5 separate regions of the Mus musculus genome follow, and regions 1, 3, 4 and 5 are each linked to region 2. The links are chromatin contacts, called in public HiChIP or PLAC-seq and promoter capture Hi-C maps. All regions are on one chromosome and are shown on one strand. The core of a region is the stretch at or near the end of the contact, and the rest is flanking DNA. Distances in the headings are between cores, read along the strand shown. Region 1 holds the start of Prdm15 (PR domain containing 15). Region 2 holds the start of Hmgn1 (high mobility group nucleosomal binding domain 1). Region 3 holds the start of A630089N07Rik (RIKEN cDNA A630089N07 gene). Region 4 holds the start of B230307C23Rik (RIKEN cDNA B230307C23 gene). Region 5 holds the start of Zbtb21 (zinc finger and BTB domain containing 21).

Region 1 (2,700 bases), core at 102-2,601, 1.7 Mb after region 2:
GCAACCTTCTTCCTTCATGTCCTTGTCACTCTTGTGTAACCACCGTTACTTATAGTCTACACTGCCTCTTGCACCTCTTCTTTTGTCCCTTGGGTGTATGAAAGGTGTCCACAAACGTTTACCACAGAAATGGCCTGGTAGAACAATCTGGGAAAGTTATCCTGAACAGGTGTCAGACATATGTTACAAATGAGAATCTGAGTCTGGCCAGCCTTTATGCCACTGTTGGTGACCAGTTTTATGCTCTATTATACCTGAAAAATGCAGCAATGTCTTCCCTACCTTCTGCACAGATAACCTTTCAGGAAAAAAATGACAGGACACCCCATGGCAACAGTGGTCCTTCTCAAAGGTAATCTCTCTAAGACAGCCTTGTAATTGTAGCTGGCTTTGTATGGTCCAGGCTTCCATGAACATAGACTTCTGGCTCAGTCTCCAGAGTACTGGGATTATAAGCATTTGCCATCAACCTAGCTGTGGTTGGTGTTTTAATCTACCCATTTGTCTTCTGGAAAAACAAACTACCTTGTCTGTTCCCCAAAGAGAACTAGTATATTCTTTGCTGACATTTGTGGAAAAGCATGAATCAAAGACGGAAAAACAAACCTCATCAGGAGAAAACTTAGTGCTTTTTCCCTTTAATAATCCGATCTAAAGGTTTTATTTCAGAGTAAAGCAGTAATTTCAGGGCAAGTCTGAGGAGGAAGCTGCAGTAGGTAAGACATGGAAAGCCGGTAGGTTTGAAGCAAAATATGGTTGGGGTGGGGTGTATAGGCGATCAAGTCTCAGCAACTACTCTGCACTTTCCAGGGAGTACTGTCTCTGCCACCCCTGAGGTTTCCCAAAGTCGGAGAATTCAGGTTTTACTTTTAAAATTGCCTTCAGGACCTCAAGCGGTGGCCTGCACAAGCACCTCCATGGGAGGATTCTGACGGGCTCTAGCATATGTTTTTTTAAAAGAAGCGTTGGCAGCTTTAAATTCAGGCACAGGTCCACGTGTCTCCAGCTCACATTCTAGCTTCTACCATTTTAAACCACCTCGGAGGAGGGGTACGCTTATGAGCATGTGTGAAGAGGCCCTCCACCATTCCATGAAGTGTTGGGGGGGGGGGGAATAAGCGCGCCCTCGCCCACCACTGCCTCTCTCGTCCTACCTCTGCCCTCTCAAAACTCACCTCAGGAGCACGCAGGCTCCACCTGGCCCCCACCTGTCCACCCTTTTCCCAGATAGTAGGTGGGCACATGTCTCCAGCCTGTCTTGCCACTGTGGTCCCTGGGCCACCAAAAGGTAGAGACGAGTGAGGCGCCAGGGCCTGGGAGCCACGGCACAGCCTCGGACTTTCTTAAACGCCAAAGGGGCTGGAGACGAAGGCCCCTCCCTGGGCTGTGCCCGAAAACCGGGTAAGGCGGCCGGGTAGCCGGGAAGGGACTGTAGAGACTTGAGCCCGCAGCCACGCAGGGCCTGGCGGTGGCCGCTGGGCCTGGGCGCACTAGGGGCGCAGCGCCTGAGCCCGCGCCGGGGCGGGGGGCGCCGAGCCCGCGAGTGGGCGGTCGGGCGCCGGTTGGCGTGGGCCGAGCGCGCGGAGGGCAGTTGGCAGGGGCCGGGCGCTCGGAACCCAGGCTGGGCACTTAGGGCAGAGGCCAAGCCCGCGGCAGCGGAACCCGGCGGGCGCAGGGCGATCCCGGAGCGGCTCCGGATTCCAGCCGGGTTTTGACTCCGATCGCCCACGGCGCCCGCGGCCCCGACTGTAACAAAGAACAGGCGGCGCGGCGGCCGGACCGGGGCGGGCGTGGGGGGCGCGGCTGGAGGCCGAGCCCGGGCCAGGCGCGGGCCGCGGGCCGCAGCAAGGGGCGCGCGGTGGGGCAGCGGCGAGCATGGGCCCGGGGCTTTACCTGCCTGTGGAATGTGCAGAGCGGGGTCGGATCCGGACTCCGGGTTGCGATCCGCTCCGGAAACTGCGCAGCACCGGAAGCCGGGGGGGCGGTGGCGCGGCATCGTGGGAGTTGTAGTGCGCAGCGCAGGCCGACGGGCGGGCCCAGGGCTCCGGGTGTTTGCACCTGGAGCTGGGAACTTCGGGCTGTGTTAACAGGGAGTCAGGGATAAAGAACTGCGTGTTGTGGGAACTGGCTGGGGCTTTGTAGCCAGAGAGCCCAGGAAACGGCTGCGTGATTGAGGAACCCATGGGCAGAGATGCGTGGTTGCAGATATGGAGGATGGTTGCCTTCCTGAATGGGGAGCGGGTAACTGTCAATGTGGATGGGGAACAGGAGAGAGACTATATGGAGGCCTGGTGAAGCGGGCTGTGAGGATTCAGGGTAAGGGACTGAGTGAACAAAAAAGCTGGGGAGAGAGGCTGTGTGATCCATGAGAGGTGGCCAGATGGTATGTGAACCGAGGAGTTAAGGTTAGAGCTGTGTGTGTGTGAATGAGGCAGGCAGTGTAGTGAACTGAGCAGACAAGGACATCTTTGCCCTTCAAGACACCTTTAAGCCCGGGCGGTGGTGGCACACGCCTTTAACACCAGCACTTGGGAGGCAGAGGCAGGTGGATTTCTGAGTTCGAGGCCAGTCTGGTCTACAAAGTGAGTTCCAGGACAGCCAGTGCTATACAGAGAAACCCTGTCCTCGGGGGAGGGGGGGGGGACGACACACCTTTAAAACAGGTACACACCCCATCATCCCCTATACCACTTTCATTGG
Region 2 (2,700 bases), core at 60-2,559:
GAAGCTGTATTTGAAAAGATCACAAACTATGACTTGAGAGATAGACGGTTCCCTGGCTAAGTTAAGTACTCAGCTGCTCTCCCAGAGGATCCAGGTTCAATTCCCAGCACTCACTTGGCAGCTCCAAACTATTAACTCTAAGTCCTCTTTTGGCCTCCAAAATGCACCTACCCACACACACAGGCAAAATACACACAAACATTTAAGGTAAAACGCCAACTAACTATGGGGAAAACAGTTCCTCCATTTTTACTCTGCTCCATAAAACGTCCTGGGCGGGGAAACTTTACTTTTAAACAACGTGCATACTTATGCGTCTGTGCATGCTCGGGCTGTGTCTGCAGAAGCCAGAAGAGGTTATCAGATCCTCTTATCCCTTGGAGCTGTCACTCAAGAGACTCAGGTCCCTCTGTAAGAGCATTGTGCATTCTTAACCAGTGAGTCATCTTCGGCTCATACAGGCTCTTGAGTTTTTGTGTTTTGCATGTACGTATGTGCACCGTGTACCTGCTGCTGGGAATCAGAAAAGGGCACGGATCCTCTGGGAACTGGAGGGACGGATGTTTCTGAGCTGTCCTGTGGGTGCTGGGAACTGAACTCAGGTCGTCTGCAAAGGCCATGTCGCTGCGGATGAGCGAACGGACTACATGCCGCCCCCACCCACCTTCCAGAAACCTCCCCAACACTTAGAACAACCTCAACTAAGCGGCCTGCCTGGACACCTTTTCGAAACCTACCTTTCCCGCGGCCTTTTTCGGCTTCGCGTCCACCTTGGCAGGGGCGGGCTTCTGGCAAGAGATAAATTAATAAAAGAAGGGGGTGTGAGGCGCTGAGCGGGCGAGCTGGGCCCGGCCCGCTCGCTCCCGTCCCGGCCCGGACCGAGCGCGGTACTTACGGCCGACAGCCTCGCGGAGCGGCGCTTGGGCTGCGGAGAGAAAGACGGGGTGAGCAGCGCATGTGAGCGGCACCCCACCGCCCGCCCCGATCCGCCCGGCCCACCCGAGGCCCGCACTCACCTCCGCCTTGGCGGCTCCATCCGCGCTAACCTGCAGGAGAAAGCACAGCGGAGAACAATGCGGCCGCGTGACGTCACGCCCAGCCGCCCGCACCCCGCGAAGATTCCAGAGCCCCTCAGACCCGAACCCTGCGGGCGCCGCGGCCCCGCCGCACTCACCTTCCTCTTGGGCATCGTGGCGGCGCGGGGTGGGAGACGCGTGCGTCGTCGGATCTGTCACCGAGGAGCCGCACTGCCAAGCCGCCGCCGCCACCACCACACGAACTGCTGCGACCCGTCGCGGGGGCGGTGGGAGAACCGGATGGAACCGGATTGGAGCCCGCCCCCTCTCCCCCCGCGCCTCCCCGCCAGCCGGGCCGCCCCCAGCCTCCATTGGCTGTCTAGGCCCACCGCGCGCGCCAGCGCCCCAGCCCTTGCTCCCGAATAGGCACGGCGAGCTGTCACTCCGCCGCATCGCCCCGCCCCCTGGCCCCCCACCCCTGCGGGCGCGACCCCGGCCGAGGGGCGGGCCGGAGTCGCCCGACCCCGCTAGGTAGTTTGTTTGAAGCCGACAGCAAAAGTGCGGCCTGCGCGCTGATAAGTGGGGGCGTGTCACGTGGCCTCAGCATCGCTTTCCCACAATGCTCCGGACCCCAGGCGCCCGCCCGCGGAGTCCACCCGCGGACCCCTCGGGTTCAGCAGTGCCTAGGCGTGATTTGCCATTCGCCCGGGAGGGCACAGGCGCAGCCAGCAGTGCGCAGGCGCGCGCGGGCCGGTCGCGCAGACTCAGGCTGTCCTACGCGCCTTTACTAGCCTATTTTTAGGTAACTATGTCTGTTTTAGGTCTTGCAGCTGTCTCGGGCTCTTGCCCTCCCCACTGCATGGACCCCTCCGTCCTGTGTTCAACTGTGTGCAGGAATCACATCGGCCCTTTACAGACCCAGTCCTTCGCGCAGCGGCGTCGGGTCTAGCTCCGACTTCCAGATTGCACCTTTTGTTTATGGAAGGCAGTTAATATTGAGTATACCTCAAGAATGCAGATAGCGGGCTGGGTACAAGAGTCCCACCCGCAGCCGTATTACTGCTGCTCAATTGTAAGAATTATCATATATGTCTTTGCCTACCATAAAACTTGTATTTAGGACAGGGAATTCGAATCTTTATCTCTTGCACCGTTTAAGATTTTTACACAAACGTTTTAATCCCCCTACCCAGTAAACCCTTGTTTCCCCAAAGGCCCACTGCTGTGTTCCTGGGATTAGATGGCTTGCAGCAGTGACTCTTTGTCGTTTGAGCCGCGACCCCGTTCCCTTCATCTGTGGTCCCATCTTTTCATGCATGCCAGACTGAATTAAGACTGTGAGGTCCTACCCCAACTAGTGGGGGAAAGACATTGACACCACTGGAGTTAAAACCAAATGCACTTCCTGTCCTTTGGTGTTTTAATCTCCTGATTTTACCCTCTTAAAAATAAAGTTTGCCCTTCCGGGAAGCCCACCAGAGATGACCACTCAGACACAGTTTATAGCCAATTGGAAGTCTTTCTTTCCCAGGATAGCCAGGGCCACATAGAGAAAATGTCTCAAATGACAAAGTCTATTCCAGCGGCTATTCTCAGGTATTCAGGGTTTAAGTGTAGCCTGGAGCATTTAGACCAAGGGGCTTTTAGAAGCAAAAGTTATATCCTGTTGTCTCCCTCTGTAGCT
Region 3 (2,738 bases), core at 20-2,519, 2.0 Mb after region 2:
TATGCTTTTTTCAAGCAGAAAACTGAACCTTTATGGCACACTAGGCCTTACTGTAGATTGTGATCCTGTAATGCCCCATTGAGCAGCTGGTTAGAGGCCTGCTCTTTCATATGGAGATGGGCCTAGTGGCTGCTTGTAAATCAAGTTTGTTTTCTTTATTATGGCTTGGAGCCATATTTCTGGGCAATCCTTGTGAACAAGCATGTGTATCCTAGCAACCTAAACTCTAATTGCCCTGGTTAGCACATTACTTATCTGTGAGATGTTTTACATGGAGTCCACCCTCAGATAAATTCTACTTGGAGTGCCTTACTATCTCCTAAGCTTTAGTAAATCCTTTACATCATCAATCCTGCACTTTTACATCACAGCTTGATATTGGATTGCTACCCAGCACATGAGATGTCTTTTACAACCTCCACAAAATTAACTCCAAATGGACTGTCCACCTTAATGTCAAATGCTAAGAACAGAACTTGCAGAAACTAGGACTCTCTGAGTTTGGGATCATGCCAAAGATCGTTCTACACACAGGCCAAATGCAGCCCCCACAGTGAAGTTATTCAGAGGCTACGGCTGGGTCCCGCGAGTGGCTAGGACCTCAGGGGACCTCACACGTGGCCGCCGATTCCCATTCAGTCCTGTGAAAGCCCCACCACACCAGCTCGCGCTGCTGAGACCCCTGCTTCTCCCCATTGTTGGCAGTGACCCTGTGCTCACCATGGCGCAACTTCGGAGCTTGCCTGAGCACAATCCACAGCATCCAGCGGCAGGACAAGGAGCACAGCACACAGGCCCATTCAAGCTGGCTCAGCTACTAAGTGAAACCCGCACCACGGCAACCGGAAAGCCCGCCTTCTCTTCTGACTGGCAGGTCCGCCTAAAGGCTCTGACTGGCCAGTAAGTCTGGAGCACCTCCGTTAGAGTTAAGAGTTAGCTGAAGGTACACAGTGTAGGTTCTCAGTCCAAGCTTCAAGGCCAGGACCCAACCTCTTCCAGATCTACAGGAATTTGCATTTCTGTAGTACTTGTGCCTATCCTCCAATAGCCTACCAATCTGTCCCCCCCGCACAGCGCCAGGGAGACCCCACCAGGAAGGCTGGCGGAGACCTGCCACTGCTCAGCCGCTTGCTCCTCCCCTATGTGGGCAGTGACCCTGTGCTCACGATGTCGCACCTTCGGAGCTTGCCTGAGCACAATCCACAGCATCCAGCGGCAGGACAAGGAGCACAGCACACAGGCTCATTCAAGTCTGCTCAGCAACTAAGTGAAATTCGCGCCAAGGCATCCGGAAAAACCCGCCTTCCCTTCTGACTGGCAAGTCAGCCTAAAGGATCTGATTGGCCAATAAGTCTTGAGTGACTCGAGCACCTCCCTTAAAGGTACATTGCGTAGAGATTCTCAGCCCAATTGAAGATTCTTCAAGTCCAATGCCTGACCTTTTCCAGATCTACAGGGATTTGCATTTCCATAGTACTGGTGCGGGTCCTCCAATAGCCTACTCTTCTGTCTCCCTGCACAGCCCCAGGGAGGCCCCATCAGGAAGGCAGCCGGAGATCTGCCACTACTCAGTGGCTTGCTCCTCCCCTATGTGGGCAGTGACCCTGTGCTCACCAGGTCCTGACTTCAGCCCCAGCTTCCCTAACTCACTAGGCTGTTTGACTTCTCCCTCCTGGAATTAAGGTAGGTAGCTTGCATAGCCCATTACTCAACTTGCAGGGGAGTTAGCAAACTGTCCCACAAGCGGAAAGGTGCCCAGGATATTAACTATTAGAGGGAGATTTGGGGTAACAATAGTTTATAGATATGAATAGGCTTATTAATTTCTGGTTTGTTATGTTCATAGTGTAATTAATTTTGATGCATTTGTGCCGTGGTGCAGCCCCAGCGTGAGGTATTTCTTCTTTCTTTTCGGTTCTTCTTGAGGCAACGGAGAGGTAAGAGCATAGGCGGAGGGTAAGGCTTTGTCTTAACAAAAATTTAGGGTTGCTGTATAATAAAAAGTTTACTTATCTAAGTCTAAGTTACTATGCTGTTGTACCTGACCTGCGTTCTGTGATCCTCTCAGGTCAGAAACTGCAGTTTCTGGCACTCAGCACCTCATCCTAAAACAGCAGATTAAGTAAAGAATTAATTGCTAGACCCTTTCCCCTGTTCTCCAGATGCCACTTGCTTTCGGGATAGGAGGATGTTTGGAGCTATAAACTTCTACTGAGCCAGGAGAAGTAAATAACACTCGCAGAAAGAAAAAACTTTTACATAAGCAAATATGCATAATCTCACATAAATTCATATTCAGCTTCATTCATGCTCACTTATTCATTTTCATTAGAAGCCAGATGGGCCCAGCTTTCATGCATTCTCACAATTACATACTTACACACACACATGCAGACATTCTCACAATTACATAATTACACACACATCCATATTTACATATGCATATGGAGCATAAGACCCAGCATGGTTGCAGAAAGAACTCACACATTCTAGATGAAAACTAAATGCACTCCAATCTGTATTACATAGAGAAAGAAAAGGCTTCTACCTTCTTAATGCTAAATGAATTAAACCCATGTTTGTAAGAAAAAATCTTTGTTTCTTTTAATAAGACTAAACCTGCCTTGTCCTTACCATGGGATCTGCTCTGTCCCACGGTAAGGAGAAGCCTGCTTGCTCCTTCTGCTCTCAGCATCATCTACTTTTTTCTTCTTTCCCTCTGCATTCTACACATTGCT
Region 4 (2,730 bases), core at 194-2,693, 1.9 Mb after region 2:
GTTTGCCTTCCAGGGTTCACATACTTACCAGCTGAAAAGTAGCTGCAGTTTACCTAAGCCCAGCATGAAGGACTCAACCCAAGTGAAATTAGAGTATTTGGGGGTTTATTTGGGGGTAGCTCTCTAGTGGATTCAGTGATCCCAAGGAACCAGAGAGTTCACTAGTCCCAAGGAGGTCAGAGAAGTTATGGGATGGGAGTATAAGGAGCAGAGGTGGGGAGAAGGAGCTAGCAAGGCATGCAGGGGGGAGGGAGATGGAGAGGGAAGTGGAGGGAGGAGGGGGAAGGGCAGGAGAAGGAGGAAGGAGGAGGCAGAGAGAGAGAGAGAGAGAGAGAGAGAGAGAGAGAATGAAACAGAGAGACAAAGAGTACAAACTGTCAGGATTATATAGGAAGATCTTCTGGAGACAGGAAAGCTCAGGGTACAAGGTGGGGTCTGCCAACTTTGCTATGTAACAGGTGGAGACTGAGGAGAGCTGGGAGAACCTGGAGGTTCAGCTGTAACCTTCCCAGCCTTGAGCAGGCTAAGCAGACCTTGAACATTCATCTTGACAGGCCTTATCAAGCTGGATAGAGACATGTGTCTTGGCTGCAGTTGCAGGTTCCCATGGGAACTTAGCTGTTTTGGCTGCCTGTGCTGACCTTGTTCTACAACATATTCCAGCTAAAGAAGGGGATGGGTTTTGTGGTTTTTCCCTTTATAAACGTAAAGCCTATTATTAAACTTTGAGTCTTGATCAGAATCTTTGTCTTGACTTCATTCTTCTCTCGCGTACCCCCCACCCCCATCTTTTCATTTCCAGCACCCCTTTCAGGTAAACTCAGTTCTCCCGCGGCTGCTGGATGGCTCCACCCAGCCAGCTTTGGTGTGTTAAATATATGCAGATCAGAAGCTGGTCCCGGGTCTGAATCCCAACCGCAACAAAACTATTGTTTCCCCAAATCTCTTTTTAATCGTTAATATCCTGGGCACCCTTCCGCTTGTAGGACAGATTGATAACTCCACTGCAAGTTGAGCTATGCAAGCTAACTACCTTGATTCCAGGAGGAAGGCAAACAGTCTACTGAGTGAGGAAAGCTCAGGCTGAAAAGTCAAGGACTTGCTGAGCACGGGGTCAACTGTTCACATAGGGGAGGAGCAAGCGGCTGAGCAGTGATAGGTGCAGTGGTGGTTCCTCCCTGGGGCTGTGCGGGGAGACAGAAGGGTAGGCTATTGGAGGACCGGCACAAGTATTACAGAAATGAAAATCCCTGTAGATCTGGAAAAGGTCGTCCCTGGATTTGAAGCTTGGTCTGAGAACTTCTACACTGTGTGGCTTCAGCACACTCTAACTCTAAGGGAGGTGCTCGACTCACTCAAGACTTACTGGCCAATCAGAGCCTCCAGGCAGACCTGCGTGTCAGAAGAGAAGGCGGGTTTTCCGGGTGCGGTGGTGTCGGTTTCGCTTCCTGGTTGAGTGCTTGAATGGTTCTGTGTGCCGTGCTCCGTTTCCTGCGGTTGGATGCTGTGGATTGTGCACAGGCAAGCTCCGAAGTTGCGACATGGTAAGCACAGGGTCACTGCCAACAATGGGGAGAAGCAGGGGTCTCAGCAGCGCGAGCTGGTGTGGTGGGGCTTTCACAGGACTGAATGGGAATCGGCGGCCACGTGTGAGGTCCTAGCCACTTGGGGGACCCAGCTGTAGCCTCTGAATAACTTCACTGTGGGGGCTGCATCTGTGCAGAGCATTTGGCCTGTGTGTAGAAAGATCTTTGGCATGATCCCAAACTCAGAGAGTACTAGTTTCTGCAAGTTCTGTTCTTACCATTTGCCATTAAGGTGGACAATCCATTGGAGTTAATTTTGTGGAGGTTGTAAAAGACATCTCATGTGCTGGGTAGCAATCCAATATCAAGCTGTGATGTAAAAGTGCAGGATTAATGATCTAAAGGATTTACTAAAGCTTAGGAGATAGTAAGGCACTCCAAGTAGAATTTATCTGAGGGTGGACTGCATGTAAAACATCCCACAGATAGGTAATGTGCTAACTAGGGCTGTTAGAGATTAGGTTGCTAGGATACACAAGTTAATTCACCCGGATTGTCCAGAAATTGGGCACCAAACCATAACAAAGGAAACAAACTTGATTTACTACCATCCACTAGGTTCATCTTCATATCAAAGAGCAGGCCTCTAACAGGCTGGTCTATGGGGCCTTACAGGATCACAATCTACAGTAAGGCCTGGTGTGGCATAAAGGTTCAGTTTTCTTCTTGAGAAAAGCATAGTTCTGCCACATGGGTGAGATGATGCCTAGTGACAACCATGTGAGAAGGTAAAAAAGAAAACAAAACAAAACACTGTTGTATTGAGTGCTAAGTTACACTTTCCCTGAGGTTTCCATATATGGAGAATGACATAGCTCCTCATGAAACCCAGGAACATGCTTGGCAGAGCCAGTCACAGCTTGGGGCCTAGGCCTTGGGAGCTTTCCCTGAGGCTCTGGGTATAGAGATAAAACAGAGCTTCTTCTCTAAGACCTGGAATATGCTTGGGAGAGCTGGTAATAGTCTGGGGCCAGGGCCTTTGGGAGGGGTTGCTTCAGATTCTGAGAGCACAACTCTTCCCACCGTACGGGGTTGTGGTTATCAGTCCCAAGGCCATGAGAGACTTGGTCAGAAATTTTTTCAGATACACTGAGTTTCCCCTTGTGCAGCAACTATTTGATTAGACTTCTCCTGAGTGTGTCCC
Region 5 (2,710 bases), core at 81-2,580, 1.8 Mb after region 2:
TTTCAATAAATACTAAATGAAAACACTATGCTGTTAAGTGCATCGGCTGAATTAAAGAGTCATTTTTACGTAAGCCAAATTTCTACTTTAACGTCAATATTTAGGGGTAAGGTTAAGGGTAATGATTAATCACTAGAAGTGGAGGAAGGTTTTCAGTGGAAACACTAACATGGATTAACCTACTTTCAGCCTCTGAAACAAGGTGGGAGGACCATGAAACAAACCCAGGAACTTATGACTCAGGGTCATGCTGATGAACAATCACCAGACTATGCTGTAACACAGATAGATGTCCAAAGATGTAGAAGCGATTGGAGTTCATGCAACACACAAAAAAATGCCAAGCTTCAAAGGGCGGCTCAGTGTCCCCCAACACCACCCCTGTGTCGGGCAACCTTAGGGAGTACCTGTTTAAGGCTCTCTGTACACGTTCTGTAGTGTGCGGTTCTCCAGAACCCAGAGCCTCGGGGGCACATATGTGCATGGTTCTTTGATTACAAGGTGCAGTCTCTGCAGAGGAAGCACTCAAAGGTGCTCCAAATAACCAAGCCAGGGAGATGGGGGAGACCCCGGCCAAGATGTGAGCTGCAGGGAGGTCTTCCGTGCTATGTCCCCGAAAGAGGGTCTTTCTCCTAAGAAAAGCCTTGGGCCCGAGGGTGGGGGTGAGGGGTCCGATAGGGTGTGCATGGGCAAACGAGGTGGCCCCAGAGGTGCTGGCTGCCAGGCTGTCACGTTCCAGCCGCTGCAGGTGTGGGTGCCGCCGCCGCCGCCACCGCCCGCCAGTTTCCCAGCCCCGCGCGAGCGCGCGCCGCCCGCCCGCCCCAGAGAGCGCGCCCTAACCCGCAGCGGCGTCTCAACGGCTATGCTGTGGCCAGCACCCCAGACGCACACCGCGGCTACTCAGGCCGCCCGGGCCAGGGTGAGCAGCTCAGCGGCCTGGAGGCTGAGCATGCGTAGGAGCGAGGGCGAGGCCAAATGCGGGCAGAGAGCATGCGCAGTGCTTGGACACGCTCGACTACGTGGGAGTCTGGGCATGCTCGGTGAGGACCGCGGCCCCGCGCACGCGTAAAAGGGCCCGACGCCCGCAACCCACTGGTGGAGGAAAAAAAGAAGAGAAATCACCTCAGAGTTACGTCAGGAAAGGCCGCGTTTTGCGGAGAGGCCGTAGTCCCCGACCGGGCCCGACGTCCTCCTAGGGCGCGGAGCGTGACGGTTACTCACCGCTCTTCAGCCCTGGGGCAGGCGCCAAGCCCCTTTCCGCTCACACTCGGCTCGCGCAACCCGCAGCCTCCACTGCCGCTGTGATTCCATCCATCTTGAATTTGACGTCATCCCACACCAGGGATGAGGTCATCGCAAGCAGCGCTCGTCACGTGCGTGGCGCTGGGATTGGGTGCCGGGCGGCTGGGGGCGGGCCGAGGGCGGGCCTGCGGGAGCGCGGCCGCGTTGGGTCCGGCGCGTTGGTGCCTCTCCGGTGAGGCGCGGGCACGAGCAGCAGAGCGTAGGGACGCCCCCAGGGTACGCATGTGGTCGCGGAAAGCCCCTGAATGCGGAATGTGGAGCTATCGGGAAAATAGCTCATCTCCATTTCTTCCTCCTGGAGAAAGCGGCAGTGAACAAGTTGGGTTCCCAGGTTCCCCTTATTCGCTCTGTGGCTTTTTCAAACACATATCCAAACCTTACCCTTTTAAAATGGTGTTGAAGCTGGGAAGGGTGGTGCATGCAAGGAATCCCATCATCCAGGACACTGAGGCAGATTTCCCGTTAACTATTCTGAACTACAGAGTGAGGCCCTGGCTCATTTCAAAACAAAAGACAAAGAACGATTAACCTTTTTCCCTGCAACACCAGTTCTCTTTTAGCCTCTTTGCATGAAAATTACAATGCCATTTGTCAGATGACTGTACGCCAAAACCAGGCAGCTGGGTAACAAATGCCAAACTACAAATTCCAGCTGTGAAGAAAGGGTCTCTAGGCCACGGAAGTTTTCTAGAGCCTGGAACATAGCAGCAGACAGTCTCAACAAGTGAAATTTCTGTAACAGACTTTAAAAATGCCTAGATCCGCCGGGCAATGGTGGCGCACGCCTTTAATCCCAGCACTTGGGAGGAAGAGTCAGGCAGATTTCTGAGTTCGAGGGCCAGCCTGGTCTACAGAGTGAGTTCCAGGACTACAGAGAAACCCTGTCTCCAAAAACAAAAACAAAAACAAAACAAAAGCCTAGATCTTAAATTAGGTGTTCTATGTTTCAAGAAGTGTGTGGTTTTCAAGTATGCTTCTGAAGGTGGGTTTTAACTACGTGAATCAAGGTGAAACAGCATTATGAAGTGTGTGAGGGATATGTGGAGAAAGGAATCTTGCAATAGGTAGATCCATTGGGGGGGGGGACAGACTCCAAATGAATAACTCTGAGTATTTAGTTTTTTTTTTCATTTCAAGACTATGCCCTTTAGAATTTCACACTGAAAGTTCTCTTCTGCAATCATTCAAGGGTTTTTTTTTTTTTTGGTTTGTTTATTTGTTTGTTTGTTTTTAATGTATTTGTATTTGAACTGTATGGCAGTTAAGCAAGAAGTGGTCTTGTAAAGAGGGATTTGAGAGGACCACACACCATTGGGCCTCTTTTTTACATGCAGAAAATCAGTATGGAGCTGCAGAGCCTATGGCCCAGAGAGAAGCCAGATTCGTTTGTTTTGTTTTGTTTTGTTTT

The links. Promoter capture Hi-C pulls out the DNA fragments that hold promoters and counts their contacts. HiChIP or PLAC-seq counts read pairs in DNA pulled down with a chosen protein or histone mark.
Region 1: a contact with region 2 is called in an H3K27ac HiChIP or PLAC-seq map of stem cell-derived neural progenitor cells, with 5 times the contacts expected there. The contact joins the promoter of Prdm15 here to the promoter of Hmgn1 in region 2. A contact is called at or near these places in 4 of 39 promoter capture datasets (the 3T3-L1 cell line, the C10 cell line, liver and 1 more) and 1 of 115 datasets of contacts at active chromatin or transcription factors (stem cell-derived neural progenitor cells).
Region 3: a contact with region 2 is called in a promoter capture Hi-C map of stem cell-derived epiblast-like cells, with 4 times the contacts expected there. The contact joins the promoter of A630089N07Rik here to the promoter of Hmgn1 in region 2. A contact is called at or near these places in 3 of 39 promoter capture datasets (embryonic stem cells and stem cell-derived epiblast-like cells) and 1 of 115 datasets of contacts at active chromatin or transcription factors (embryonic stem cells).
Region 4: a promoter capture Hi-C map of stem cell-derived epiblast-like cells shows a contact between it and region 2, with 4 times the contacts expected there. The contact joins the promoter of B230307C23Rik here to the promoter of Hmgn1 in region 2. A contact is called at or near these places in 3 of 39 promoter capture datasets (embryonic stem cells, liver and stem cell-derived epiblast-like cells).
Region 5: a promoter capture Hi-C map of embryonic stem cells shows a contact between it and region 2, with 4 times the contacts expected there. The contact joins the promoter of Zbtb21 here to the promoter of Hmgn1 in region 2. A contact is called at or near these places in 4 of 39 promoter capture datasets (embryonic stem cells, liver and pre-B cells) and 2 of 115 datasets of contacts at active chromatin or transcription factors (embryonic stem cells and extraembryonic endoderm stem cells).

The regions. Positions count from the first base shown.
Region 1 is chr16:97,849,876-97,852,575 of GRCm38.p6, forward strand. Prdm15 (PR domain containing 15) reads right to left here and starts at 1,352. Exons shown (of 24, transcript NM_144789.2): 1 at 1,176-1,352. The coding sequence starts at 1,244.
Region 2 is chr16:96,126,416-96,129,115 of GRCm38.p6, forward strand. It overlaps Hmgn1 (high mobility group nucleosomal binding domain 1), which reads right to left and starts at 1,310. Exons shown (of 6, transcript NM_008251.3): 1 at 1,175-1,310; 2 at 1,017-1,046; 3 at 896-925; 4 at 738-788. The coding sequence starts at 1,189.
Region 3 is chr16:98,081,170-98,083,907 of GRCm38.p6, forward strand. A630089N07Rik (RIKEN cDNA A630089N07 gene) reads right to left here and starts at 1,270. Exons shown (of 5, transcript NR_015491.1): 1 at 1,177-1,270.
Region 4 is chr16:97,995,893-97,998,622 of GRCm38.p6, forward strand. B230307C23Rik (RIKEN cDNA B230307C23 gene) reads left to right here and starts at 1,444. Exons shown (of 4, transcript NM_001362093.2): 1 at 1,444-1,544. The coding sequence starts at 1,542. It overlaps C030010L15Rik (a long non-coding RNA gene), which reads right to left. Exons shown (of 5, transcript XR_001781957.2): 3 at 1,805-1,895; 4 at 1,034-1,559.
Region 5 is chr16:97,961,292-97,964,001 of GRCm38.p6, forward strand. Zbtb21 (zinc finger and BTB domain containing 21) reads right to left here and starts at 1,331. Exons shown (of 3, transcript NM_175428.4): 1 at 1,123-1,331.